Regions from separate parts of the Mus musculus genome. Here regions 2 and 3 are each linked to region 1. The links are chromatin contacts, called in public HiChIP or PLAC-seq and promoter capture Hi-C maps. All regions are on one chromosome and are shown on one strand. Each heading gives the region's core, a stretch centred on a gene start, on an enhancer-like site or on the middle of the called end of the contact. The rest is flanking DNA. Distances are from core to core; before and after follow the strand shown. Region 1 holds the start of Abhd17a (abhydrolase domain containing 17A). Region 2 holds the start of Oaz1 (ornithine decarboxylase antizyme 1). Region 3 has its middle 14 kb from the start of Gm40716.

Region 1 (2,836 bases), core at 165-2,664:
CTGGAGGAATGGCTCAATGGTTGAGAGCATGTACAGTAGGTGGGTGCAATTCAAGGTGCATGCCTTTAATCCCAGCATTTGGTAGAGGTAGGCAGATCTCTGAGTTCAAGTCCCTGGACTAGAATGAGTTCCAGGACAACCAAGGATACAAAGAGAAAGACTACAAGAAACAAAGAACATTTACTGCTTTTGTGAAGAACCTGGGTTTGGTTCCCAGAACCCATGTAGTGGCTCACCAGCAACCCAACTGCCCATAACTCTAGTTCTTGGGAATTTGACACCCCCTCCCTGGGTACATTTGTTGTGCACACACATGAGTGCAAAGCACACATACATATAAAATAAACAGATAAAGAACACCCTCTGCCCCCTACACTCAACTCAAAACGAGGGCCAGTGAGATGGCTCAGTGGGTAAAAGACTCTTGCCAGAAAACCTGAGTTTAATCTCAGGGACTCACTCGGTAGAACAGAGAGGATTCCCACAAACTGTTTTCTGACCTCCACAGGCGCTCCATGGCGCAGTAATGTAAATACACAGACAAATAAAATTGGGTTGTAGGGTGCTGGTGAGATGATTCAGCGGGTAAGAGCATCGACTGCTCTTCCGAAGGTTCTGAGTTCAAATCCCAGCAACCATATTGTGGCTCACAACCATCCACAACGAGATCTGACGCCCTCTTCTGGAGTATCTGAACACAGTTACAGTGTACTTACATATAATAAATAAATAAACATAAAATAAAAAAAATTGGGTTGTAAAGGTGTTTTGCCTATGTGTCTGTCGGGTATCTGAAGAAGCCTGAAATGGGAGTAGATTCTCCTGGAAATGGAGTTACAGGTGGTTGAGAACCACCTTGTGGGTCCTGGGATGTGTAGTGTTCTTAAAGGGTGAACACCTCTCCAGCTCCTGTCTTGAGATCCTGAGAGAAACTCATTTTATTGCCTCTTCCAGGAATTCACGGAGGGGATGAGCAGATGGGGTGGAGGGGGAAGGCAAGGATAATTTAACCAATCAACTGGGAATGCAAATCCCATCCTCTGAACGCAGCCCTACTCCGGTCAAAGTCACACCCTATCCAGGTCCTGCCCCCAGACCATTCGGTTCCGCCTTTATTCCAGGCCCCGCCCCCAGACCGCTCTTCACCGGGCACCTTGTCGCCAGCCAAGCTTCTTCAGACCATTCACCTTCACTTCTATTGAGGCCCCGCCCCCATATAAAGCCCCGCCCGCATAACCAAGTCCCGCCTTCCATCTTGAGCCCCGCCCAGAAATCCGACTCCTCCTTCTCATGGCCCCACCTCCAGCACATGTACCGCCCTCACAACAACCTACCCAATCCGCTTCGCGGTCGCTTTGCTCCGCCCCCATAAACAGCCAGAGGCCTCCTCGCTTGCGCATTCGCCTCGCATCACTTCCGGGGGCGGTGTTAGGTCAAGCTCACTTCCGCCCGCGGCGGAGCTGCGGTGGTGGCGGTGCAGGAGGCTGGGTCGGGGTCCCCGGGGGACAGACAGACGGACGCACGGGCGGGCGGCCGGGAGCCATGGAGTGCGGCCCCCGGGCCGGCGGGCGCGGGCGGCGGTGAGTGCAGGCGGGCGGGCGCGCGCGGGCTGCGGCGGTTTATGGTGTGGGGCCGAATCGAGCGGGGGCCCTGCGTCCGAGACCTCCCTGCGCTCTCCGGGGATGGCTGTGAGACCAGCGCACCCACCGTGTCCCTGGCATCCCCATGTCCCAGTGCAGCGATCCTGGAGCAGTCGCTTAACCTCCTCAGGACACGGCTGTGTCCCCAAGAAACGCCCGGGCCAGCCGCAGACCCAGGCCACTGTCCCACACCCTCTCTGTCTACATCTGTCTGCTGACATTCACCGGCCACCTTTGCCACTCACCTGGCGTCTTCCTGCCAGCGGGGGCCCACTGCAGGCTTCCTTTCTGCAGCCCAGGACTCCTTTATGGTTCCTCATCACCCCCACGATGAAGCCCTCTTGCTGAAGCACCCTCTTGCTGAGGGTGCAGCTTGAGCAGACCCTGCTCCCCTGGGAGCCCTTGCAGTTTTTCGAATCCTCTCCTGCTGCCCGGGTTTACCTCTGCGGTCCTCTGTCACTGAGCTATTTCCTTTTTTTCACGTGTGTGCGCCCACGCAGAGGACAGCTTCCTGAAGTCAGTCCTCTCCTACCATGCTGGTCCCCTGATCCAAATCGGATTTTCAAACTTGGTAGCAAGTGCCTTTACCTGCTGAGCCACCTCCCTCAACCCTACATTCTTTGAACTCTTCAGCTCCTAGAGGGTTGCCTCCCTACTATGACTGGCCCGGTGAGGCATGCCAGAGCAGACAGTCATATGTAGGTCATCCTAGAGCCCTTACAGTAGCTTGGTTGCTTGTAACACCAGGGCCTGGTTTTATGTCTGTGATCACAATGCTTGGGCTTTGTGGCAGTGAGTGAATAATCCCGGCTTACAGTACCCAGTGGCCCCATCTGTGACATGAGGTCCCACATGCTGTCTGTCCTCTCCATATAACACTGGCAGGTCCCAGAGGCTTATGTCTTTAATGTCTTTCTTCCACAGCTTTATTTTCTCTGGCTGCCCTGCACATGGTTGTTGAGTGGAAGTGGGTCTTCCAGGTCCTGCCCCATGCAGGATGGAGAACTAGTTAACTGTAGAAGTATCTGGAATCATGACTGAGAGTTCCTCCCCATATGGCAGACTCAGGATACTGGCATACGTAGGGACAGCCACAGGCAGGAAACTGAGGCCTCCCCTTGCTTGACTTGTCTAGAAAACATACTGCAGGTTGAGACCCCAGAAATTACACACCTGATAAGATGTGTGGCTAGGCA
Region 2 (2,836 bases), core at 137-2,636, 240 kb before region 1:
TCCCTTCACACCAGGTCACTCGCTCCTTCCTACCCTCTGGTCAGCAGCTACCAGTGACCCCAAAGTTCTACCTCACTAACTACTCATGCTCTAGAGTCAGACAACCCCAAGTCTCCTCTCTTCCCTACTGCCACTCTATAGGTGTCTGCACAGCCTATATCCAAAGTTCCTACCACCTATATCGACGCCCTTCCCAAACCAGTCCCCATTCTGAACCCTTCAAGTGATACCCTCCATCCCACCCACTGCAGACTTTTAACTGCCAAGTGGACCAGGGATTAAGGTCACCTCACATCATACTCACCACACCACACCACCTCCATGTCCTCCAACATAGCTCTGTGAGCCCCCAAGCCTGACCACTTCCAAGGTCCTAATTCTGACCCAAATCCCTCCAAAGTATTAGAGCCCTCAACACGCAATCACTAAATCCAACCTAAACCTCATCCCAGCTTCCCCACCTGTGACTTCCTAAACCGACACAAGCTTCTTTCTCAACACCCCAAATCTGATCCCATACTCTCCCACCAAGAAATGAGTCCTCAACATGTACCCAAGAATATAATAGGATTCCTCCCCAACAGCACCCAAAATCCCAGTATTCTGCAAAGAACTCCAAACACCGGGACGAGCCCCACCTCTACATAGCATACGATTTATTACCCAAACGCCCTACAGGTAACCACAAACACTTCGCCACCTGACATTAGAACTAGCTCACATATCCGAGAGGCAGACCCCAAATTCGAGTCTCCAATCTCTTCTCAGATCCCTCCCCAAATCTTAGGCTCAACTCACAACCCCCGAATCCGATTCGAACCCAAAATCGAATCCTACATTTTCGCGAAATGTTCCCGGTCCTCCAATCAAACCAAACCCTATTCCTCAACCTGAGACTCCCTAATTCCACTCGAATCCCAAATCCGAGTCCGCGACCCGCTCCACAGGCCCCGCCCCGCCCCGCCCCGCCCCCTGCGCGATTGTGGCCGCCACAAAGGGGCGGATCTCGCGCTGCCGAGACTTATCTGGCGCCGGAGGCCGACCCCGCTCCGGGCCTGCGCGTCCTGCGCTGCCCTCTGGGGCCTACGCGGACGCTGTTTCTGGAAGGTTCGCGGCGGCGGGGGCAGGGCTCTCACCTCTCGCTGCTGCAGCCGCCGCGGCTGTGCTGACTAAGAAGCGGCATGGTGCGGCTGGCGTGAAGCGTGGCGCTGCGTTTGTCCCCTTCCTTCTCTCTGGCGAAGCAGTGGCTGTTGAGGATCCGCTGCAGGGAGGATTTCACCATCCGGCCGCTGGGGTCCGAAACCAGCAAAAACCTCCGCTGCACTTCCCGCGCCGCCGCCGCTGCTCGCCGTTCGCAAAATGGCGCCGGCGCCGACGCCCACTTTTATATGCGTCGTCACGGCAGGCCACGCCCCCACACGCAGGCGTAAACGCAGCAGTGTGAGGCGACGGAGGAACGGGGTGGGGCCACAGTGGCAGCCCAAGGAAAAACCAAATGCGTCCCACCTACTCCGGCTTCTGATTGGCGAGAGTAAAAAGACAGACAGAAGGTTTCCGTTGATGATTAGTTGGCGATAGGAGAATCCCGGCCCCGCGTGTTTGCGTCACTCTGTGGGAGGGAAGACAGAAAAGCCAGACGCGTCCCGCCCCTACAAGGCTCTGATCGGTCAATGTAGAAAAACGGACGTATTGGCCCCTTTGAGGATTGGTTGGAGTTCTGACAAGCCCGCCCTCGAGGCTTTATGACGTGAGGCGGAGGCGGGGCTTCTGTAGTCGCCTCCAGGACGTAAACCCCCATCTAGCCCAGGCCTCAAGGCTAGGACTCTGCGCCTCCTCTAGTACCTGTGGCCCTTCAGTTTTGTCATCTGTCATCCTTTCCATCTTAACCATTATGGTCCCACTCATGGGACGCCCCGCTCCGGGAAGACTGTCAGGACATAACTGTCAAGGGTACCTGAGGCTGACCTAGGCGGTTTGCTTGGTGCCCATCCCCCACGCGGCAAAATTATTCTAATGACCTTGTAATAATGGGTAATAGATTGGGACTCTTTGTTTTAAAAGCAACTTGCTATTTAAAAGAAAATCTGTCAAAAGTTAAGTATCCCAATCTAGAGAAGTATTTTATGTCAAATTGGAATTTAAACAACTTTTCTCATAGACTCAGCTTGAAGGTTTCCTTCATCCCAACCCCCCCTCCCCCGCCGCCGCCGCTTTTTTGTTGTTGTATTTTGATTTTTGTTTTTTGAGACAGGGTTTCTCTGTTTGCCTGCCTCTGCCTCCCAAGTGCTGGGATCAAAGGCGTGCGCCATCACTGCCCTGCTTACAATTTATTCTTAAAGAATTTCGTATTCTTTTTCTCTTTATGGGTTTTTTGTTGTTGTTGTTTTGTTTTGTTTTGTATGTTTTGTTTTTGAGACAGGGCTTTTCTGTGTAGCCCTGGATGTCCTGGAACTTACTCTATAAACTAAGCTACCCTCAAACTCAGAGATCTGCCTGACTCTGCCAGCTGAGTGTTGGGATTAAAGGCCTGTGGCACCACACCCTGCTCTTTCTCTCTCTCTCTCTCTCTCTCTCTCTCTCTCTCTCTCTCTCTCTCTCTCTCTCTCTCTCTCTCTCTCTCTCTCTCTCAAGATTTACTTATTTTATTTATATGAGTACACTGTTGTTGTTTCTGGTCTTCAGACACAGACCAGAAGAGGGTGTGAGATCCCATTATAGATGGTTGTGAGCCACCACGTGGTTGCTGGAAATTGAACTCAGGACCTTTGGAAGAGCAGTCAGTACTCTTAATCTCTGAGCCATCTCTCCAGCCCCCTCTAATTCTCTTTTTTTGTGA
Region 3 (2,836 bases), core at 159-2,658, 130 kb after region 1:
CCATCCATCTACCCATCCACCCACTCATCTATCCACCTATCCATCCATCCATCCATCCATCCATCTATCCATCCATCCATCCATCCACTTTTCCTCATATTTCTGTCTATGTCTGTGAAACAATCGACCCAGATTATTTTACCCCTGACCTCCACTGAGGATGATGGGAAGAGACCCTAGGTCCTCTGCCATGTGCTCTGGAGGCTCCAAGTGCCTGTGATAAGCAGAAATGGGCCCCGATGTGATGGCTGTCACAGAGCAGCAGAGTCTGTCACCCCACTAGTAGGAGCTCTGCTTTTTGGAACCAAGGATCCAACCTGATATTTCACTGCAAGCAAGTTCAAGCTCTATGTTGCTTTAAAACAGACATTTTCAGTCACGTGTGGAGCACACACCTGTCACCTCAGCATTTGAAGGCTGATGCAGGAAGATCTTGTATTCTAGGATAGACTGAACTACAGGGTTAGCGCTGTCTCAAAAACAAAATCTGGGCTTGGAGGGCTACAACGTGCCTGTAATTCTAGCCACTTGGGAGGTGGAGGCAGGACAGTGGCTGTGAGTTGGGGTCTAGCCTGGTTGGTTCCAGACTGCCCTATGTGACTAACCCCTTAAAAAATCAAAAATAAAAGCAAATCTATTTTTCAGATGTACTCAGGGTGGTTTGTCAGCAAGTGCCCTGGTGACTTGTGATGGGGGATGGCAAACTGGAGGCTGCGTGAGTGTATCTGAGAGGGGTGAGGGCTCAAAGGACAGACAAGGTGTCAGTCACCATGGTGAAGACCTGGGTTCCAGGCCTCATGCTGAGCACCCACCAGACAGCTCAACCTCATGGGATCCCCAGCTTCAGTGAAGCATTATGTCTTCAAAAGCAAGGAAGGGGTGGCAAGAGGGCACAGCAGGGGCTTGCAGCCAATCCTGGCCACCTGAGTTCAATCCCCAAGACTCCAAGACTGAAGGAGAGCACCAACCATGGGCAAACTACCCTTTCATCTCTCTCTCTCTCTCTCTCTCTCTCTCACACACACACACACACACACACACACACACACACACAAAACACAATAAATAAATGTAATTTTTATAGTAAAAAACTCAAAACTAGGAGCAACAGAAACACTCATGACATCACCTCTGGCTTCCATTCACATGAACATTCTCACAAAATAAAATCAAACGGAGACAGCACTTACTTGCAAGCGTGCCCCTTGGGGCTTTGACTGGACTCTCTGGCCTCATGGGTTTTGCTCAATGAGATACATTGGGGTTCAGTCCAAAGGATCCCCCTGGACACACTGTTCTATCAGCAGTTCTATAGAGCCTCACCCCTCGCTCCAGGCAGAGTCTCCTGTTAGCCCCGGTCTCTCTAGATGGCCATCTACTTCACTGTGGGTTCCTCAGACCACAGACTGGTGCAGCCAAAACCACAGAGCAGGGATTCCCGGGAAGCCAAGACCATGAGGTAACAGATGGGTCTTCATGGATGCGAACCCGGAAGAACCCCTACCACAGGGGCCTTCATTTCCCTCAGCTTCGGGGCTTCCTGCCTGCCAGGGGGGTCCCTCACCTCCTGAGCCTCAGCCCTCGGGAGGAATTTTCTAGAGATCTCAGCTTCTCCTTCAGGGTCCAAGAAGCACAAGGAAGAAGACAGACTCGGCTGGTCCCTGAGCAGTGCTGAATACCTGAAACCTCAGTATTTGGAAGGCTAATGCAGGGGAATTGCTGTGAGTTCCAAGGCCATTCTGGGCTACAGAGTGAGCCCATGCCTCTGCAAACCAAAACAACAAAAGACAGGAAAGAGGGGAAAAAATGAGCCAGAAAGATACACAGTGAAGGGGGGAGGGAGGGAGAAGCCGGGAGAACCTTCCAGAACTCTCAGAAGCCAGACACCCTGTGTGGGCAGCCTGCAGTTGATCTGGCCACAGCACATTTGCCTGACCAGCTACTGATCTGCTGTGGCCGAGGTGGAGTACCACTGGGACGGGCCACGCAGCACTGGCCTCAGGTTCTCCCCACCTGCGGATATTTCTGTCTCTGTGATCTGTGATCCTCTGGGAATTGCCACCACTCAGAGAACACAGCCCTGTCAGCATGCTGGGTTGCTCCCAGTCTCTACCCCAACCTCTCTGATCACCCAAAAGAAGCCTCAGAGACTCCACTCTGACAGGATGTAGGGATAGAGGAATGCAGCTCCCAGTGGGATATGTTTGTCCTGGGACTTGAAAGCCTGGGACTTACCCTGGGTCTGTCTAGGGCAAGCTCAGTCCTCAGAACCAGACAGAACTGGATCCCAAGCCTACCTAGCTTGCCCTGGTCAAGCTTCATGTTCAGTCATGTGAAAGGGGACAGTCCCCATGCCCTGTGCCTTGGCAGGAGGCTGCTAGTTTGGCATACACCGACTGCACTGACCCTAGTCCAGGCCTTCCCACATCTTTGTATAACAGACCCATGTCCCTGAAGAGGGTCCAAGGGTTAAAAGTGAAGGAGACCGGTGTCTCCAGGTCTAGAATGCTGAGTCAGCTTGTTTGTTGGGCCCAGCTCAGAAGAGAACCTGCTATACACCACGTGGCACGTCTGGATTATTTTGTAAATGAGATCTCTGAACTGAGTAACTACAAACCCCTTCCCCACCATTAGCACCAGGTGCAACCGTGCGCCCTGTTATCTCAGTACTCAGAGGCTGAGGCAGGGCAGTCTCAGAGATAGAGGCCAGTCTGAGCTACAGAGTTAGGTCCTGGGTCAAACAACATCAATAATATATTTTTAAAAATAAGAGGCTTGCTGGACATGGTGGTGCACACCTTTAGTCCCAGCACTTGGGAGGCAGAGGCAGGTGGAT

The links. HiChIP or PLAC-seq counts read pairs in DNA pulled down with a chosen protein or histone mark. Capture Hi-C pulls out chosen DNA fragments and counts their contacts.
Region 2: a promoter capture Hi-C map of adipose tissue shows a contact between it and region 1. The contact joins the promoter of Oaz1 here to the promoter of Abhd17a in region 1. A contact is called at or near these places in 11 of 39 promoter capture datasets (the 3T3-L1 cell line, 3T3-L1-derived adipocytes, the C10 cell line and 7 more), 1 of 484 Hi-C or Micro-C datasets (uterus), 2 of 115 datasets of contacts at active chromatin or transcription factors (epiblast stem cells and regulatory T cells) and 3 of 9 other capture datasets (adipose tissue, liver and pancreatic islet).
Region 3: an HNF4G HiChIP or PLAC-seq map of pancreatic cancer cells shows a contact between it and region 1. The contact joins the enhancer-like site here to the promoter of Abhd17a in region 1. A contact is called at or near these places in 6 of 39 promoter capture datasets (cranial neural crest, frontonasal cranial neural crest, hematopoietic stem and progenitor cells and 3 more), 2 of 484 Hi-C or Micro-C datasets (Th1 cells and embryonic fibroblasts), 10 of 115 datasets of contacts at active chromatin or transcription factors (the 230-238 cell line, effector CD8 T cells, embryonic forebrain and 3 more) and 1 of 9 other capture datasets (pancreatic islet).

The regions. Positions count from the first base shown.
Region 1 is chr10:80,588,919-80,591,754 of GRCm38.p6, reverse strand. It overlaps Abhd17a (abhydrolase domain containing 17A), which reads left to right and starts at 1,414. Exons shown (of 5, transcript NM_145421.2): 1 at 1,414-1,580.
Region 2 is chr10:80,825,206-80,828,041 of GRCm38.p6, reverse strand. It overlaps Oaz1 (ornithine decarboxylase antizyme 1), which reads right to left and starts at 1,386. Exons shown (of 5, transcript NM_008753.4): 1 at 1,137-1,386. The coding sequence starts at 1,282.
Region 3 is chr10:80,460,128-80,462,963 of GRCm38.p6, reverse strand. No RefSeq gene overlaps it. Among named protein-coding and RNA genes, the nearest start is that of Gm40716, 14 kb to the left of the region's middle. Within about 2 kb of position 1,408, at least 11 of the 459 cell types and tissues checked have an H3K27ac peak or open chromatin away from gene starts, as enhancers often do. A contact at or near this core is called in embryonic fibroblasts and pancreatic cancer cells, where this site is marked.